Linked DNA regions of Rattus norvegicus: region 1 is linked to region 2. A link is a contact called in public Hi-C data. All regions are on one chromosome and are shown on one strand. Each heading gives the region's core, a stretch centred on a gene start, on an enhancer-like site or on the middle of the called end of the contact. The rest is flanking DNA. Distances are from core to core; before and after follow the strand shown.

What was found. A called contact is a pair of places that touch in the nucleus more often than the background predicts.
Region 1: a Hi-C map of liver shows a contact between it and region 2, with 3 times the contacts expected there. The contact joins two enhancer-like sites. A contact is called at or near these places in 4 of 12 Hi-C or Micro-C datasets (hepatocytes, kidney, liver and 1 more).

What each region holds. Positions count from the first base shown.
Region 1 is chr15:10,441,675-10,445,480 of GRCr8, forward strand. All of the region lies in intron 1 of Thrb (thyroid hormone receptor beta), which reads right to left. Among named protein-coding and RNA genes, the nearest start is that of Thrb, 18 kb to the right of the region's middle. Within about 2 kb of position 1,762, at least 20 of the 93 cell types and tissues checked have an H3K27ac peak or open chromatin away from gene starts, as enhancers often do. A contact at or near this core is called in liver, where this site is marked.
Region 2 is chr15:10,383,528-10,387,560 of GRCr8, forward strand. The region is part of intron 1 of Thrb (thyroid hormone receptor beta); the gene reads right to left. Among named protein-coding and RNA genes, the nearest start is that of Thrb, 76 kb to the right of the region's middle. Within about 2 kb of position 2,429, at least 5 of the 93 cell types and tissues checked have an H3K27ac peak or open chromatin away from gene starts, as enhancers often do. A contact at or near this core is called in liver, where this site is marked.

The DNA of each region.
Region 1 (3,806 bases), core at 512-3,011, 57 kb after region 2:
GAAAGTAGACGGAACTGAAAATCATTATGTTAAAGCAGAATAAGTCAGACTCGCAGAAAGATACATACAATGCGTTTTCTCTCTAGAACCTGTGCAGATGTAAATGCATTTGGGTATGTGAACATGTGCTTGAGTGTGAGTGTGAGTGTGAGATTAGAAAAGGGACCATGAGCCAGAAAGAAGGTAGCTTAAGGGAAATAGGAGAAGAGAACGCACGGCATGAAAGCACTCGGTGGTATGTCGGGGAAAGGAAGGCAAAGAGAGCACGGGGCGGGGGCTGTGGGGGGGAGGACTGGGAATAAGAGGACGACCCAGAGCAAAGAGTATATGAAAACACCAGAGTAAGAACCACTGCTTTATACGCTAACTGAAAAAAATCAATACAATTGCACTATTGGTTGAAAAGTATTTCTACAGAACCCCCCCCCCCCAAAAAAAAACCCTGAAATTCACAGAAGTTAAGCAACTGTTCCCTGGCTTGTTTGGACTGGTGGGGATGAACACTGCTATCCCACTTGGTCACAGAGTTCGTGCTTGGCTGGTGCATTATTGATCATGCGTCAACTCCCCCTGAAGAGAGAAATCGAGATGTTCAAAAGATCAGAGAAAACAAAGGCACTGACTGCCTCAATGGTACGGCAGGCTGCTGTTCCTGTGCATCTGGCCACACGTCGTCTGATGCTGCAGAGAATGCCAGCTCTGCGTGGGGCTTTAACACAAAGCCATTGTCCCCTCCCACTCTCTTTGCCTGTCTTGGCAAAGTCAAGTCCGGGACTTGTTGAAGAAGGTGATTCATCACTGAATGGAAAGAACGCCAAGACTCAACTATACAGAAGCTTTCTTTCTTCGCATTCTTAATCCCTCAGGACCTAACAGTCACTTGCCAGAATACAAACAATCATGAACTTTCCAGATTTGACAGACAGTTGAGTAGCAACACAGGGTAAGACAGGCCCTTCGCAGGTAGAGTCCGAGGAAGCTGATCACACCGATTGACAGAAGACCTGGGTTTTCAGTTACCAAGCAGCTCATGCTCAGGCAGACGGCAGATGGCATCCGTTCTCTCATTCCCAGTATGTGGGCTTCCCTCTTGCTGGCAAGAGGGCTTCTCTCTGAAGCCCTGTCCCATCCTCTCACATCAATACCCTTTCTTTTAGTGAAGGGTCTGACCAAAGCTTTTGGAGATGTTACGATGTAGTATGCTTCTTTAATTTATGTAATCTAGCATGTTATCAAAAGAGTTCTATTTTACCGTTTCAGCTTTTCAATATTATTTGTGATCTCGTATACTAGTGTCAGGAAATCAAAAGAAATTCTAAGAATCCCACCAGCAGTTTAGAGATCCGGCATCTTGGATTTTCAGTCTTTTTTAGGTATAGCATGGTAAGAAAACAGAAGACACTGGTCTATTGCCTGCACTGTTCCTTTGTAGCACACATTATTAACCAATCACTGTACTCTGCACAGAGAAGTCAACATAGTTAGTGTTAGACTTCTGAAACACATGAAACTTACAGCTATTAAAGCCCCCGGGGCCAGGTTGGGATTATTGATCATTTTAGACTTTGTAAACTACTAGAACTCTTAGTTGAACGGCTTGGGTTTCTTACGTAAGAACGAAGGGAATAAAACAAACACACAATAATAACCACTACAATGAAACTCACAGTTCTCTCAGCAAGGAATGGGTAATTTTCGCTGGGTTGGATGAGCGTCACAGTCACAGGTCGTGCATACGGAGAGCTCTGGATCTATGCACAGGCACAAGGTCAAGTCTACACCTCTAACACTGGAATTATCACCACAGGAGCAAGGTCAAACATTCACAGGTGGACTGAAGTGCACGGACTTGCATGAGATCAGCACATGTTAAAACACTGCTCTCTCACAGACCTTTGAAGGCTGTCCAACACACCACAGAGGAAAGAGTGACTTGCTGCAATACATTGCACGTTTTAGTTAGAAGAGCATCAATTAAGATAAATCACAAAAGATTCCACCATACTAACACGTTTCCCCAAAACCCCTGTTCTGTTTAGCATAGACCTCAAAACTGGCCGTGCTCTCACTTGTGGTCCTAAGGGCAACATTCATTCCAACTCTATCCACTTATATCAAACATTCAAGACAGGTCCCAAACAGGAAGTCAGGATTTTTTTTCCAAATTAGAAAAGCCTAAGAAACTATGACAAATGCACATAGTTAAAGTTGAAGTCATTCAAATTAATGTTTTATAAAAATCTATCAAAATATTGTGAGGAATGTAAGATGTTACAAATGTTGTCATTTATAGTATCTGCAATTCACATTTGTTTATTGATTTACAAAGTATGTTCATTTAATACACACACACAGAACACAGACACACATACAGAACACACACACACACACACACACACACACACATGCATGCACACAAAATATGTTAGAATCTTACAAAGTTTAGCCAGTCATGGTGGCTCATGCCTGTAATTCTAGAACTTGTAAGGCAAAGACAGAAAAGTTGATCAAAGCCAGGATGGTCAGCATGGTAAGTTCTAGGCCAACCAAGGCCACATACTGAGACTGTCTCGAAAAAAGAAAAGAATTCTACAAATTCCGTGAATTCAAATTATATGTATTATTTACTCCAAGAGTGTATCTTTAAATGGAGTAAAATCACGTGAGTACACTTTAGTGCTACTTGAGAACAGAGAAGCATTCACAGCTCCTTAAAGGCATATTTTAACCCACGTTTAACAAAGTGCCACCTTGACAAACTCTTTCTTCCCTTTCTGAAGAACATTCTCCAAGAAGATTCCAGGTCAGGGTCAAGTCTGTCTCTGCTGGATTCAGACACTCTAAGCTAGAGCAATGGGGCAGCCTCTCTCTCCTCCTGGCACCAAGGCCCTTGAAGGAGGCATTATGGGTGGCGGACTGTGCCTCTGAGATTGACAGCACTTCCTGGAAACTACCTCAGGTTGGCATTAGCACCCATCTCAGTCAAGTGCTTAGGCCTCACTCACTGGACACCCTCCTTCCACAGATGCTGGAATCTGGCTTTGCCGGCCTGGGACAGGGTGTTCTGCCACAGACCCCCAAACGAAGAGCTTGGAAAGACTATCTGAAGGTCTTCTGCACGCATGTAAAATTGTGAATTCTGAATAACACAGCTTGATTTCACGCTTCCAAAAGCTCGAATAAATTTTGGTTTTCCAGCATTATAGTGCCCATTCAGAATCCGCCATGCTGAAATGAACAGTGACCAAACGCAAACAACGAAAGCCTCAAATGATTTCTTACACACTGGTGACATTTCATGTCTGAAGGTATTGAACTGTAGCAGGACTTAGGTGACATCTGACTCTTCTGAAAACTGGAGCCTTCTCTAGGGGTCAAAGTGGGCACGAGCGGGTGTATACCCTTAGCGGCCTGCAGTTGTTACCCAGTTGAAGATGGGTGTCGCTCAAATATAATCTTTGGGGCTTGAGATATTCTCTAATAAAGACTTGTTTTCTAAAATCGAGGAAGAAGTTAAAATTCTTACTATTTCTGCTTTGCAATGAAACAACGTTTATACTTTTATTTCCTATTTAGAGATCTCACTGAAGATCCAAACTGGACAATACAGTATTATTATCTCAGGTAGAACACAAGGCCAGCATATTTACAGATATTCTGGGTCTTTATGTAGTAGGTTTTATAATCATTTTTTTACTGTAATTTCATTTTTTTGTAGCATTAACCTGTGGCATAACACTGAAAAGTATCTATGTGTATGTATTTATATGCGTGTATGTTTGTAGGTGTGTACCTGTATATACATG
Region 2 (4,033 bases), core at 1,179-3,678:
CGCTTTCACTAGGCAAGACGCAAGACAGTAAAGGAATTCTATCTATCACTGCAGACCAGGGAGCTCCTCGCCAGTGGCTTCTTTGCTTAGGCAAATGTGGATATTTTCATACAAATAGTATGCAGAGAAATATGTAAAGAATTTATTACTGCTATTTAAAGTGAATCGACTATTCCAAATGTCACTGTATTACTACTGCACTTACACCTTGACTTTATACACTTCTATATTTTACGTTGGGTAAATCTCTTCTTTTACTGTAACAGCTTATAATTCGGGAAGCATCAATTGTTCTCGTAACCCATTGGCTGCTTTTGCTGCTCGCACATCCACACACGAACTTTTCCTTTAGCACACTATGAGAAGAATCCCCCAGCGACTCTGAGTTCAGTTACATCAAATTGCTGGGGTGTTTCGGGACGTCATAGATATTTCTAAAATACTAAACATTCTTTCCGACGAGCACAGGACGTCTTTCTGTTATATCTCACTCTTGCCCAAATCATTTCACAACTTTTAGATGATCTGTTGCAGTTCTCTTTCTGTTCATTCTTAGTTATTGTTTATTTTAAAGCTGCTAATGGAACGTGAGGTAGGCTTTCCTTTTCTGATCGGTCATAGGTGATAACATCCAGCTTATTTTCGTAATTAGATGGCATTCTAAACTCTCAGGAGTTTCCCTGACATCTACTGCCAATTGGCTCTCCTCAGCTTTTACTTTAGCCAGGACCTGCTCAGTTTCCCTTCCTTGATCCCCTTTTCTAGTCTTTTCTCCTTGATGTAATACTTTTGCAAGATTTCGAAGAAAAAAATCATGAACTTATTATATTTTTTCCTTCGTTCTCATTTTGAAATGCATCCAGAATTTTACAACCTAGGAGATAGTTTTATTTCGAATCAATAATTTTTATCATGTAAAGTAGCCAGCTTTCCATGCCTTTCCTTAAGACCTCTCATCAGCAAATATGGATCTAATCAAGTGTTGGGAGCCTTTCTAGTAAAAACAGGGATGCTCTCCCTTAACATCTGGATAACAGATGCTTTACCGAACAGATTTCACCAACAGCAAAACGTTAGAGTTTTACATGGACAGTTGTTTGCTCACTACGTGTTATCATTCCTGACCTCACCAGAACTGCAGTGGCCCATATTTTACCTGGGACTCTTCAACCTGTGAGGTAGATTTATCTTTGTCAGACACAAAACATAACTGCAAACAAAAAAGAATTTGGAAGGGTCACGTATTTTTCTTTGTTTTCTGTGTGTATGTGGTCTACGCATGTGCACATGCTTATGTATGTGCAAGGGTGTATGTAAGGGTGCACACCAGAAGGCCAGAGGTCTCCTTCAGCTCTCCTCCTCCATTACTTCTCCAGCTATTTAATTAACAATTAATTAATTAACAATTAATCAATTAACAATTAATTAATGATGGTATGACATTTGGGACTCTAGAAACTTCAGAGTATATAAATGCTAAAGCCCCAATAGGGGGGTTGTTGGTTGGTTGTCAGTCGAGGTTTGTTAAGTAGTTTCGAGCAACTAAGAAACAACAAGAAGAAATTAGATATCCTCCCATGGAAGATCAAACTTGCCCCAAGGAACTTGAAGTCCCTAATCAGCAGGAATTAGTTGCCCCTTTTCCAGCCCCTGACTTTATTTTGGGATCTCTTTCCTTTCCTCTCTATCCTTTCCTCTCTCCTATCCAGTGTTGCGGGGTCGGAAGGGTAGAAGAAAAAAAAAAGGGTAGAGAGGGTGGAAGGAAGAAGAACCCACAGAGTAGTAAGAGACAGGTGACAGGCTAGATTAGCCAGGGAGCCTCCTGGCTGGGCCTTGCCCAGGATCAGGTTACAGGTCTGTACTGCAGAGCCCATTCCTGTGGATGCTGGGGACAGCCACGCAGGTCTTCATACTGGAAAGGCAAAGGCTTTACCAACTGAGACATCTTTCCAGGTCCACACCTTTTGCTGTCCCTATAATAGTTTTACATTGTTAAGATCACACACATCAACAATTGTAAGGCAGAGAAGGAATCGATTTAAGATCATTAGGAAAAGGGGAGTGTGAATTTCCCAGTAAACATTACAGACAGTCCTGAGTATACAGACAAGAATGATCATGGTCACATGATGGGGTCCAATCCTCGGTACCGTGGCAGCGCTCACATCTAGGTTTTAATCTCTTAGTGAACAGGGGCAACAGTGAGCTGGCCCCCAGTCTCCAAGGCAATGTGCAGATAGAGTGAGAAAGACTGTCTTGCAGGCACTGAGCTAATGGTGTTAGCATTCTTAGGTCTGCTGGACCAATTACAGAGTTTAATCCCTGATATTAACACATCTGAAGAAAGGAAAGGTCAGGTCCTGGAGCTTGGCCACTTCAGATAAACTGAGCTCAAAGGAAACAAACTTTGGCAGTGAGTATCAGGCACTGCCCACAGGAAGAAAGTGGAGTCCAATAGCTATAAGCACCCAGTTAGCGACCTCGGGTGGGAGCACGGGCATTTCCCTGGCCTTCTCCATGGCTCACAGAAATGTCCTTCAAGACTGTGGCTGTCAGTGGCTCAGAGAACTCTACTGATCACCTGACTGCACATTCGACACTCTAAGGATCCAAGGGAAGGTTACGGGAGGCTCCTAGGTCTACAGATTTCTGTTCTCCTAGGAAACATTTCCCCTTTATTTTCACTAAGATTCACTCATGTGCAGACCTTCAAGGCTCATGGGTGAAAGGCCTCACCGTTTTCTTCATTGTTTGAAAAATGCTATTTATTTAGCATTGACATTTTTAGAAGGACAATTTCAAATACACTCCCAACTTTCGCAGGAATCAAATAGCTAATTTCAGTCTCTAGAACACTAATGTAAACAGATCGCACCCAGCATGCATGGTCACTACCCATGGTCTGAACCACTCCTTGAGTAGCCGATACTCTTTTAAACACAGGAAAATCTCTTTATCGAGTCATCTTTTCCCCCAAAACTGGCTTCTCTCTACAATGTATTCAGGAATTTCTCTCATTCCCATTTTTGGTGAAATTCGTTGTGATGAATAATTCTTTTACCCTTCACTCTCAGCCCAGAACTCATAAATACAATAAAATATTAGATTCCTAAGTCAGTTGTTTATGTCAGCCAGATTCTACCCTGAAAGTTACATCTTTTTACATGATAAAAGATTCAACAGTCTTTAACACAAAAATAGAAACCCAAGGAAGACAATAAAAGGTATTTTTCTTTTGAATTTAATTCTTTGCTTTGCTGATATAATTTTTTTTATTAACTTGAGTATTTCTTATATACATTTCAAGTGTTATTCCCTTTCCCGGGAAGACAATAAAAGGTATTTTTCTTTTGAATTTAATTCTTTGCTTTGCTGATATAATTTTTAATCGATTTTGACATATAAGGCAGAAATAGTCAACTATTTATATCTTTACCTGATAAGTATACATTTCTGTTAGCCTCCTTTCTCTTATAGGTGAAGAAAATTGCACGCACCTATGAATTTGTCAGTGACAAGGAAGTGGCACTGGAATAAATCTTGGTTTTCACCCCACTACTCAGATCTCACACTTCTGGATGGGCTGACCCGTGTTTCACAACTGGATGTCACTTGGCTTCCCTTCCTCTCTCAGAATGAGTGAAACAGCAGTGTATCATACTGTTGTCATTACACCACATCCTGACACATCGTGACAGTGCCACAGTGTCACCAGGTTCACGCTGGGAACCAGCCATGTGCGTGTGTGAGCACGTGTGGGAGAATGTGAGAAAGTCTGTCTGTGACTACATTTCTATGTTGATCAATCCTGCTGACAGAAAGCCAAGCACATGCTCCAGACCGAGTTTCCCTTTCTTCCCGATACCTTTTTTCTGTGATTAGATGCACTAAAACAAAACAAAACAAAACACCACAGTATTAAAAATTAACTAGGGCACGTGTTTGTAAACAACTGTGGTTATAGCAAAGGGCTTTCCCCTCAACTCAGATGTGTCTTGTAGAGACATCATTGAGCCAACGGGACACATTTTCA